3 separate regions of the Mus musculus genome follow, and regions 2 and 3 are each linked to region 1. Evidence: chromatin contacts called from public HiChIP or PLAC-seq and promoter capture Hi-C data. All regions are on one chromosome and are shown on one strand. Each heading gives the region's core, a stretch centred on a gene start, on an enhancer-like site or on the middle of the called end of the contact. The rest is flanking DNA. Distances are from core to core; before and after follow the strand shown. Region 1 holds the start of Skor1 (SKI family transcriptional corepressor 1). Region 2 overlaps Map2k5 (mitogen-activated protein kinase kinase 5). Region 3 overlaps Map2k5 (mitogen-activated protein kinase kinase 5).

Region 1 (3,341 bases), core at 16-2,515:
AGACTTTTGTGGGGCGGTGGGCCTGGGGCCATCTCTGAGCCGCACCCTGGACCGCCACCGCCACCAGCGCCGCCCTTCCCTGCACCACCAGACCCGCTATTAGCGCCGCCTCCGCCGCCCCCTTGCAGGGAGAAGGTCCGCTTGCGCGTACCGCCATTAAACATAGCCTTGACGTCCTCCCAAGCGTGGCTCAGTTCGTCGGTGGCCGACTTGTCACTGAGTTTGAGGTGCCGACGCCACGAGTTAAAGTTGGCGGCGTCGGGCTGAGTGTACTTGGCGTCGGGTGTGCGGTGCGAATGGAAGATGAACTTGTTGGGAGAGAAATACATACTGCAGTAGCCGCACTTGATGCACTTAGCACGAGAGCTGTTGTAACGGGCAGGGATGAAGCTGCCCCGAGAGCCCCATGCGCACTCGTGCACCACGTCAAAGGCGAAGTTCTCAGGCAGTTTGGGGGGCTTGTGCTCGCCCAGGAACGACTTGCACAGGCGTTCGGCCTCTCGTTTTGTGATCATACCACAGCGGCGAGAGGAGATGGGCATGGCCCCGGCCCGACGCAGTATCTCCAGCTGCACCGGCGTGCATTGCACGCATGTGATGCCCAGGGCCACGCGGCGGTTGTGGATCTCATTGTAGCTGTAGTTTTTGAGCAGGGTGTTGGAGATCTGGGCTAGGCACAGGCGCTCCTGCCCATCAATGACCAGCGACACGATGGGTACCCCGTACAGCGACGTCTCGCCCACCTGGTTGGGTTTAAGGGCGCTGGATCCCGAGTAGGGCTGCAGCTCTTGCTTGGAGTTGGGAGAGGAGCTGCCCTCGCGTCCCGGCCCCAGCTGAGTGGTGAGAGCCTCCATGCCGCCGCTCCTGCGAAACAGAGAGAGCAGAGAGCAGATGAGCCATTTTTTTAGCGCCGCTACCTAGGTTCAGGCCCGCCCAGCGGGGCGCAACGTGTGGGGTGCGAGGGGGTTACTTGGCAGTGGGGAGCTCAAGCTCATTCGTCCCACGGACTGGCCCCTTTTGTTATTCAGACCAGCTTCTGAGCTGAAACAAAAGCACCCGGGGGGCTAAGGGAGGAAAAGGGAAAATCGAAACCTCAGGAAAGCCCCGGCTGCCAGGAAACCAATCCTGTTTTCAGATTGGAAAGGAAGTGGGACCCAGAGACGGAGAGTGACTTGCCCAAGGCCACACAGCAATGCCATAGCCAAATCCAGGCTTTCCAGCCGGCACTCAGGTTTGCGTGCCTTCAGCTACCTCACAGCTCGCCCTGCCCGCCAGGGTCCTGAAGCCCGGACTTCAGGGACCAGCGGCCCCTCTGCTCAGTCGCGCATGCACGCGTGCGGGCGGGGGCAGTGAAGGGAGAGGTGGGGAGGCGAAGGAGGGGCACTCACTGCCCATCACAAACTGCAGGATGTAGGGGTGGGGGCAGGGAGAAGGGGGAGGGATGGAGGTTGAAGGAGGAGGATAGAAGGAAGAGGAGGAGGCCACTGCTGTTCGCGGTGCTGAACCCTACCCTTTCCAAAGCTTGTCGCGTGCACCACGACCTCGGGTGGCCCCCAATGCACCTATCTTCGTGGTGACCGGCTTCCAGGGACAACAGTACCGGTTTGCACAAACCTGTACTTCTCTTCTGACTCCTTGAGCCCGGTGTTCCTTGAGCAGAAAGAGTCCAGCTGGGTTTACAAAACGCTTTCTTGCCAGCCATCAGTTAGGCCGGGATCACGCAGTCTCTAACCACATTTTCTGCATTTTTTAGCTGCATTCCAGACTAAAGCCGGCTCCCCTCTTGTCAGCGCTTGGGACAGAGAGGTTCTCACAGGCGTTTCTCTGGAGTCACTTTTTAGCTTTGGAAACATGCCCCTGAGCTTTCTGTCCTCTTCCACACAGCTTTTCTTACTCAGACCCAACACAGGCTCCCCAGGCTCTGGGCTGCTCCTTTTGTGGGGGTGACTCCTCTTTGAGTATCCTTCATGCCCCGACATCAGCTCAGATGGGCTAGAAGGAATCTTGGCCACTCTTGGAAGCCACTGTAAAACTCCAAGCACTAAAAAGTTGCTGCTGGTCCCTCGCTTTGATCTCTGGAGAAGGCAGAGAGGAAGCTGTATCCACAGTCTAGCCTGGTGGAGGACCCAGGAATTGATGTTTAGGGCCTTCTAGGTCGCCCAGTCACCTCACGTGTCTTCAGACACTCAGGGCTCCATGGACCCAATGCTGGGCGGCAGGCGCTCTTGCCGCCAATCTAGTCCCTAGGACTCCCTCCTCCGAACTTGGCTGGAAAAGCAAATCCATTTCAGAGGGGTAGCTTCACTCTAACAGGGATCCGAATTCCAAAGCTAAGAACCTGGCATCTTTGGTCTGCAGGTATCTTTCCCTCCCTCTGTTTGCTTAGATACTTATTTGTCGATCTTATCTGTCCCTGAGCTGTCTGTCGCTGCCAGCTCACCGCTCTTTCTCCCATCTATCTTGTATCTTGTTCAAGTATCAACCTATTTATTATCTGTTTCATCTCTTCCAGTCAAACTGAGGCAAGTTGATCCTCCCTTGTCACTGAAATCCCCAGTAACATTTTAGGAGGCAAGCAAACTACTGTGCTAACTCCCTGGCTGAGGGGTCAACAAGGCGAGCTAGGTGTCCCAGGGACGGCTCTCACACAGGCTGAGGAGGTGGCTAAGGGGGCCCGCAGCTGTGGGAAATGACGATGGCTTCTGGGATTTCTGGGCAAATGTACCGGGCCCGCATAGAGTGAAGAGGACACCCTGAGCCTGGAGCGTCCACCTGAAGCTGGGGCTCCTGAGTCCCCAAGGGGTTTTCCCAAAGGGCTTTTGGCCTTGGAGCCCGGAGAAGTGAGGGACCCTAGGAAGGAAACAGCATTTCGAGGGCCAAAGAAGAAAGCACCAACGAAGGGCCGCACTCAGGGACAAGGAGCAGTGCTCAGGGCGGCATGGGGACCCCCTGGCCCGCTCCTGTGGCTCGAGGGGCGAGCCTAGCGAGGTTAAGCAGGCGGGAGGTGGGCAGCGGTGGCAGCGAGGCTGTGGAGTCGTTTGTTAGGATAGGAAACAACCGCCACAGAGTCTAAAGGAGAAGTCAACGAAAGAAGCGCTGCGGCGGCCGGCGCGGGGGCTGTGGGCTCGCGATCGCAGGTACTCACCGTGCGGGCGGCTGGAGCCGGGCAAGCGGCGAGCGGAGGTGCGCGGCGGGCGGAGCGGCGGGCGGGAGTCGGGGATCCGCCGGGCTCTCCGGGTGACGGCGCGGCCCCTCCCCGCGCGCGCGCACAGCCGCGCAACCCCGCTCCCCGCGCTGCCACCCGCGGCCCCTCCCGCTCTCAACAGGCACGGGGCGCCAGG
Region 2 (3,458 bases), core at 347-2,846, 130 kb after region 1:
ACAAAAGGTCTTTCTGAGCCCAAGTTCCAAATGGCCAGGGAAGAAGGGTGCACTCACCTCTAGGGCTCTGGTAACTGTGCCTGCCTACAATGACCACAGGACTGTCTTGGCAAACTGGCCCTACGCGTTATTTTCTGATCTCCACAGATCTGTCTGAAACATATCTCATGAGGTATTATTTGGACAAATAAACAAACAAAACTCTGGCTATTTCTCACAAACAGTGGGAGTAACTCCAAATAACCAAACAAATGGGGATTCTAGAGGTATAGCGTCTTGTCAGCATCATTTGTCACTTTAAAGAGGAAAAGAAAAGACAACTTTGGAATAACTGAAGCACACTTCCCTACCCACCAGACTTCTCAGAGTGACCACATTTTTTACAGTTATGGCTTAGACAAGTCATTGGTCCAGAATAACCCAGCTTGCCGAGAGTACAGAACAACCTTAAGTTTCAGTTTATAACAACACTGCCATTTACACAGTGCTGTCCTTTTAATGGAGGTTTTGCTCTTGAGCAATGACTTAGATTCCATGCAAACGAACAGCAGTGTAAAAGGCAGCAAATGCCAGGTTCTGGGCACTGGCTGTACCGGCTTCCTGGGTGGCACATAAGGCAGAAGTGCACGGCAGGGAAGAGGGAGCAGCTCAGCCCAGCAGGTTAAGGTGTCTCCTTCTGTTACTCACAGATGTGTACATACACGGATACTGACCCAGCCGGGCCTACGCTCCCGCCCCACCGCTCTGGTAGCATTTCCACAGTGGCTTTAAGGAGGCAGGGAACTGGGGTCAGTCAGCATGGATGTCTGCAAAAACTGAATACTATGCTTTCCCCATATGCAGATATTCTGTTTAATGCAGATATTCTCTTTAAAAAGGTTGAAGAAGTTTTGGGCTATTGAGAGTATACAAAGACCAGAGGCCATAGTGCTAGGTAGGGGACTGCAACTGAGAACAGGGTGAGTTCCCCACAAAAGGTTTAGTCCTTTCTTAGGGAAAAAAAATATGAAAACTAAAACCAAATTTTTAAAAACCCTTTCCTTTAATCACATCTAATTAATTGTACACTGCTGCACCCCCCAGAATACACAAAGCTAGGAGGAGCAGATGTGGACTAAGTTAGATGTGTGGTTTGGTTTTGTTACCATATCTTTCTGTTTTCGTAATTTGCTTTAAATGAATTCAGACATTTTTGGAACACCAAACAAACGAAAGGAGGTTCCTTGTGACATGCAACAGCTATCAGATCATTTTCTTCCATGTCACCAGAACTAGCAGCCATTCTGATTCGTTAATTAAAGTTTCATTTCCTGGGAACAGGACACGAACTCTTCAGAGAGACATCTGAAGTGCTCCGAGGAGAGGGCTGTAACTATAGTTAAATAATATAGAGCTATTTTTAAATAGTATCACATATGTTTCAATGCTTGAAAAATGTGGCTCATAAAAATATAATTCCCTAGTTTGTACTGAAAAAAAATAGAAAATATGTATACAAGAGGGAGAAAATAAGAAAAGTAAGATTTACATCACTTTTTTTTTAAACCAAGGTAACTGCAGAGCCTCCCCCATCCCTACATTAAGTTCATTTGTGTAACCCAGAACATACCTCTGTGTAAAATCTTTAAACTCCACAGATAGGTAAGGCCTTTAACAACCTAGAATTGTGAAAGGGAAAAAAAAAACAGTACAATTATGGATATTATAGGGAATGCTCCACAGTTAAATAAATCAACCACAAATTGTTCTTTAAATTACTGTCAAACTAAAAGTAGCTCTTGAATACTTCCTGTCTGTGCCAGGCTCTCAGGGACACCAACTGCAGAGCTCCACATTCGTTGCTGGTGATTTTACTGCACCAGAAGATGGGGTGTGTCACAGGAAAGAGATGAGCATGAGTCACAGAACCACCAGGAAGGCCACATGCGTCATCCCCAGTGGTGGATAGGCAGGTTAGAAGGTCAGAAGAGAGGGACAAAGACTTCTTAAGAAAATTTTCAATATTCCTAAATCATTTTTTTAAAAAAATGATTTTGTTTGTATTTTCTGAGTGTGGGTGTTTGCCTGCATGAATGTATGTGCACTATGTGTGTGCTTAGTGTCCATGGAGACCAGAAGAGGGCGTCAGATCTTCAGAACTGAAGCTATGGACAGTTGTGTGCTGCCGTGTGGGAACTGTGAATTAAACCTGGCTTCTCTGCAAGAGCAGCGAGTGCTTTTAACTGCTGAGCCATCTGGAGACAGCCCCTGGGTACGTTTTTTAAAAATCATGTTATTTAGGATGAAAGAAGAAACTTTGCTTGTATTTTTTGGTAATGCTGAAGAATAAACAGAGGGCCTTGTATGTGTGCAGGAGGTGCTGTACCAATCACCTACATGTCTAGATGAAGACCGTTAAAGAAACTGACTCATGAAAGGAATTGGGTAAAACAGAAATCTCCTTTCCAACAGCAGTGAGGAGCACCTGATCAAGACGCCAAGCCTTGAACGGCAAACTTAACTGATGTGAGGAAAAGAGAAAAAAGCACTGGACCAAGCTAAAGCTGCATTTCAGTCAGATGTGTCCAACTGTTCCTCAGAGGACTCTGGTGTAGGCTCTGTGAGAGCCCTGATGTGACTCTCACAACTTTTCTGTTAAGTTTAAAATAAAAGTTAAAAATAATCTTAAAAGGCTTGTAATTACTGTCGAAAGCTTTCTTATTCTTTCTCTAATAGAAAGCACTGAGAGAAGCATACAAGGCCCACTTGCGGCACAGAGCATGCGCGTGCAGGAAGTGCACAGATAGCATCAGAGTGTTGCGGCACAGAGCATGCGCGTGCAGGAAGTGCACAGATAGCATCAGAGTGCAGGTCAGAGAGAAAATGGGTGAGTTCCACTGCACCAATTTCACCTGCATCTTCCCTTTAACTGCCAGAGTCAAGAAAAATGGTTAAATGAATAAGGCCCTAACTATAGAGGTTGCAATTACTACTGTCTATGTGGAAATTTTAATCAGGAATTGCCATTAAGATCTTTTCATCTACATCTGTACATGTAGCTCACTGATAAAGGGTTTGGCTGCATATAGGAGGCCCTAAGTTCAATCCCTACCTAGTACCACTAAACAAATGATAAATAAATCTTCAAAGCTTATACAAAAGTTGTTGTTACATGAAAAGCATGCTTTACTCATAGCACATGAATAGGATCTCATAATAATTTCAAGGTTGACTTCATAATGGAATTTTAAAAACAGTGAACAAAATGCTGTTACTGAAAAAGTACTTAGAAGTATGTGAAGGCACTTACTGTTACAGAAAACTTGGACAAGTCAAGGCTACATGATAAGAAAACCTTCTTGGAGGAGAAGCAAGTAGGCTTTGTGTACTGTACACATGATCATAGAGAAGGAGGCCTGGATGCCCCATGTGAGAAGATTTTGGTTGATAAAAACTGACTAACAGCAATAAAACCAGAA
Region 3 (3,658 bases), core at 109-2,608, 160 kb after region 1:
TAGTTACAAAATAAATAGCCCCAAGCCGAACATGCGTTTCTCAATCCCATGCAGGCTCACACAATTAAAGCAGACATCTGAGTTCTACAGCACTTCCTGCATGTGAGTTTCTGAACGTAAGTCCAATAAAGTTACTTTAACTCATACGCAAAGATGATTTATTCTGGAGAGCATCTAGCTCCTCTGGTGACCAGAGGAAGTTTAAGACAGGGTGACCCACAACCTGATAACAACACGTTGTATTTGAGCATGACTCACATACACTATAAACATCAATCAATCAGCAAATATTCAACAAAAATGAGCATGAAAACACCTCTGCATCGATTTTTTTCCTCCTGTCTTGGAGAAAGCCCTCAAGAGTAATCCCATGCATAGACCAAGTCACAGTGACAGGAGACACCTGAATGACTGTACTGTCACTGTTCTGTGAGGGCGGGGCTGCTTCTTTCATAAACCAACAGGAGTTCTGCTTCTCACACAGCATCCTGCAGAGTTAGTGAAAAGCAGGAGGATCATCCTGTGAATTATTTAGAGATAGCCATCAATTGGTGGAAATTTCTCCTGAACCAAGAAAATCCCCCGGCCATTGGCAGAGAACAGGAAGCAAATGGGGAAGCGTTAGGAAGCAGGAGAAGGTACTCATTTTGCTTCCTGGGTCTCAGAGGGCAGACAGGTGGGGGACTGGAAAGAGAAAAAGCTTATTTAAAAATATGTACAGATTACAAGGCCAGCTGCAGTGTTAACAGGCTGCAGAGACAGAGGCGGCTCTCCAGAACAATAAAGCAGATTCTCTGTTCTTCAGGCAATGCGTATCCTGAATATCTGCCTTCCTTTCCTCAGTCCCAGCGCCTCCCAGGACACACACTAGCTCAGGGCTGGATGCCAGAAGTTAAGCTCAGAGAGAAAACATAGGAGAATTGACAGAACGGTTGATTGGAGGAAGACAAACCAGTGCATTCCTTAGTAATCCAGTTTATTTAGGAAACTCTTTATTCTTAGCAGCACAGAAAGTTAAGAAGCAGCCAATTCAGAGTCAATTATTAAGTGTACTCTCTTAAGTCATCTTTGAATTGCAATGACATCTCCCGCAACCATATGCAAAACAGCTCGTGGGAACAGCCAATGAAAATGTTGCCTTAATGCTTGGATCTTATCTTTGGAAGAGGGGAGTAACAGTCAGCTGGAGAAGTTTGAGGAGTTCTGTCACACACTGAAATAGCCACAGCCATTCACAAGGAGAGAAAAGGAATCCAACTGTCAGGGAAATGCACGCTGACAGTCGTTGCCTTCCATAATAGATAAACACATTAGCCAAGTGCTGGCTGTTACAACACAAAATCCAAAGTCAAAGGCAGCTGTAGAGAAGCTTCAAATCATGGGCCAGGCCGACCTTCCTTCTGCCTAGAAGTCCACTACAGAAGCCTGACTGCCGACTGTCAAAGGAGTTAAGCAACACCCTGCAGCTGCTTATGTACCAGACCAAATATAGGCCTCATAAATCAACCCAATCTAAGACACGGGCAACTTGGCTGGGTTAAAAAGACCCAGTCATAGAAAGGGGAAACAGCTTCATGTTGGCTCCTCTGTTTAGTTGGCTGAGATGCCCCCTCTTCCTCTCATACCTCCTGTGAAGTTAATGTGGTTAGGCGTCCATATTTCTTCTGTAAGTTGAAGCAGCTCCTTCCAGCCTTTAACACTTTCCACATTAACTAGAGTAATGTCTTTTAATATATGGCCTAAATACCTTTGAGATAGCGGAAGCTCCCGTCACAGTGAACTCTCGATCAAAGGTTCTGAGAGAAGGCAATGAACAAAGCAGGGAGGCGAGAAACAACACGCCCAGAAGGAGGTTGAGTGGCTGAGCAATACAAGTGGGAGAAACAGGAACAGCTGAGGGTTAACCAGCTCGGGACCTCTCTCCTGGACATGCCTTGAGTATGGGTTAGAAGCGACTCAAAGTTCCTTACAGAGTCCAAACCATCAGCTGTGTATGGTTTATAACATGTGTGTTAAGAATCTTTCAAGTTTTCCTTGTTTTGAGAACATCATACATATATATGAGTATGACCATATGTACTCCCATTTCCCACCTTTAATCTTCATGTCCTTTGTTTTAAATAACCCACAAAGTCCAGTTAACTTTGCTGCCTTTATGTGCCTGGGTGCAGTGCCGACCACTAAAGCCTATTGGTGAATACATCCTCCAAAAAGAAGGAGCAGCACGCTCCTGCCAGTAGCCCCTCAGTATGCCTGGAGACCGCCTACCCTGCCCCATTCAGGCCAGAGGTTTTGCTGGCTTGATCAGGTGCTAGTGACCACAGCTGCTGTGAGTGACGATCACAATGGCCATGCCAGGCCCAGAAGCCAGCACTTCATGTCGCTCCTCCCATGTTCTGAGAGATAGGAGTCCAAGTCTGGGCTGAGCACTCGGCCAGTCTCTCATTCTTAGGACTCTGGTCAGTCATGCATCTCTCCATTATCTGCTGTCCACTTGGAAACTAAGCTTCCCTGACCAAGGCTGAGAGCAGCCAGGTCTGCTGGCACTAGGAGCTGGGAGTGGGGAGCACGAGAGAGAAACCTGGTTAGGAAATATTTTTATACAGAGAGGCTATTTGCTATTGCATGAAAATCTGTCAGGGAGGTGTCTTCGTCAGTCAGTCTACGGTCAAGGAGTCAAGAATGGAAGCTTCACATTTCTGTTTGATAAACACCAGAGTAGGAAGTGGATCTGGGCCCTCTGAAGCCAGACCAAGCTCTACATGAGTGTGAACTGGCTGCTTCTAGAGCACTTTTCCAACAGTCGCCCGGGCACCCTGGATATGGTTGGTGCTGATTTTTAAAAAGCAATAGGAGAAATCGATCGAATGGCTCACTTTTCAGGGTTGCATTAACTTTTCCAGGCCACTGGGGTGCAATTTACTAAATTACCTCTTCTAGAACACTAAATAGTACCCTAGTGGGTCAAAGAGTAAATGCACCTCTGAAAAGTGAGCCATTTATTCCCTTCCCTGTAGTGCCAGATGCAATATGTCCCTTATGACAGAAATATCAACCCGCTTTCATTACAAACCCAAGAACTGTCTTATACTAGATAAAATGAGTGTGGGGAAGCGAGGGAAGTGGGGGATGGCTAAAATCCGTCCTGCAACCCTGCTCACAATTGCGGGAAGTCAACATGGGCGAATGTGAAGGTCCTTGTTTACTACCCTGCCACAGTTATTTTACTTGAGACCTCAAAACTGAATAGCAAATACTCCATCTGAGGTGTCAGAGCCAGAGACTCACTGACTATTCTGATGGCCCCTTCAAGCCTACTGTGTATTAAACCTGAGCCCCAGCACCCACTGTTGTGCGGTGACATGTCACAAACAGATGGCCCTTTGTCTGTACCACACTACGGACTACATCTTACCTAAAACCAAAACCATCCCTCATTGCTCTCCGAAAGCCCGTGTGTGTTTTGGATTGCCCGAGGAGCTATTCTCGGGCAGCTTCACACTCATGAGCTATCTTAATGAAGCCCAGTTTTAGGTTTTCAGCACGGTTAGCCCTCACTCTTCTGGAAGATGGCAATGCGATGAAAACAAGACGTTTAATTTAAGAATCAACCGGCTTCTAATTAAACTGCCATAGGCAGCTGGTTGGATAAGTTTTA

The links. Promoter capture Hi-C pulls out the DNA fragments that hold promoters and counts their contacts. HiChIP or PLAC-seq counts read pairs in DNA pulled down with a chosen protein or histone mark.
Region 2: an HNF4G HiChIP or PLAC-seq map of pancreatic cancer cells shows a contact between it and region 1, with 2.2 times the contacts expected there. The contact joins the enhancer-like site here to the promoter of Skor1 in region 1. A contact is called at or near these places in 11 of 39 promoter capture datasets (the 3T3-L1 cell line, 3T3-L1-derived adipocytes, hippocampal neurons and 6 more), 2 of 484 Hi-C or Micro-C datasets (brown adipocytes and group 2 innate lymphoid cells), 4 of 115 datasets of contacts at active chromatin or transcription factors (embryonic hindbrain, embryonic midbrain, neural tube and 1 more) and 2 of 9 other capture datasets (adipose tissue and embryonic stem cells).
Region 3: a contact with region 1 is called in a promoter capture Hi-C map of hematopoietic stem and progenitor cells, with 2.4 times the contacts expected there. The contact joins the enhancer-like site here to the promoter of Skor1 in region 1. A contact is called at or near these places in 19 of 39 promoter capture datasets (the 3T3-L1 cell line, 3T3-L1-derived adipocytes, the C10 cell line and 12 more), 27 of 484 Hi-C or Micro-C datasets (the BV-2 cell line, the C10 cell line, the G1E-ER4 cell line and 16 more), 14 of 115 datasets of contacts at active chromatin or transcription factors (T-cell acute lymphoblastic leukemia, acute myeloid leukemia, astrocytes and 7 more) and 2 of 9 other capture datasets (adipose tissue and macrophages).

Annotation. Positions count from the first base shown.
Region 1 is chr9:63,145,715-63,149,055 of GRCm38.p6, forward strand. Skor1 (SKI family transcriptional corepressor 1) reads right to left here and starts at 1,266. Exons shown (of 9, transcript NM_172446.3): 1 at 1,093-1,266; 2 at 1-864. The coding sequence starts at 1,199.
Region 2 is chr9:63,279,410-63,282,867 of GRCm38.p6, forward strand. It overlaps Map2k5 (mitogen-activated protein kinase kinase 5), which reads right to left. Exons shown (of 22, transcript NM_011840.3): 13 at 1,610-1,658. Among named protein-coding and RNA genes, the nearest start is that of Gm39355, 12 kb to the right of the region's middle. Within about 2 kb of position 1,597, at least 51 of the 459 cell types and tissues checked have an H3K27ac peak or open chromatin away from gene starts, as enhancers often do. A contact at or near this core is called in group 2 innate lymphoid cells and pancreatic cancer cells, where this site is marked.
Region 3 is chr9:63,307,798-63,311,455 of GRCm38.p6, forward strand. The region is part of intron 8 of Map2k5 (mitogen-activated protein kinase kinase 5); the gene reads right to left. Among named protein-coding and RNA genes, the nearest start is that of Gm39355, 17 kb to the left of the region's middle. Within about 2 kb of position 1,359, at least 32 of the 459 cell types and tissues checked have an H3K27ac peak or open chromatin away from gene starts, as enhancers often do. A contact at or near this core is called in acute myeloid leukemia, hematopoietic stem and progenitor cells, muscle stem cells and 2 more, where this site is marked.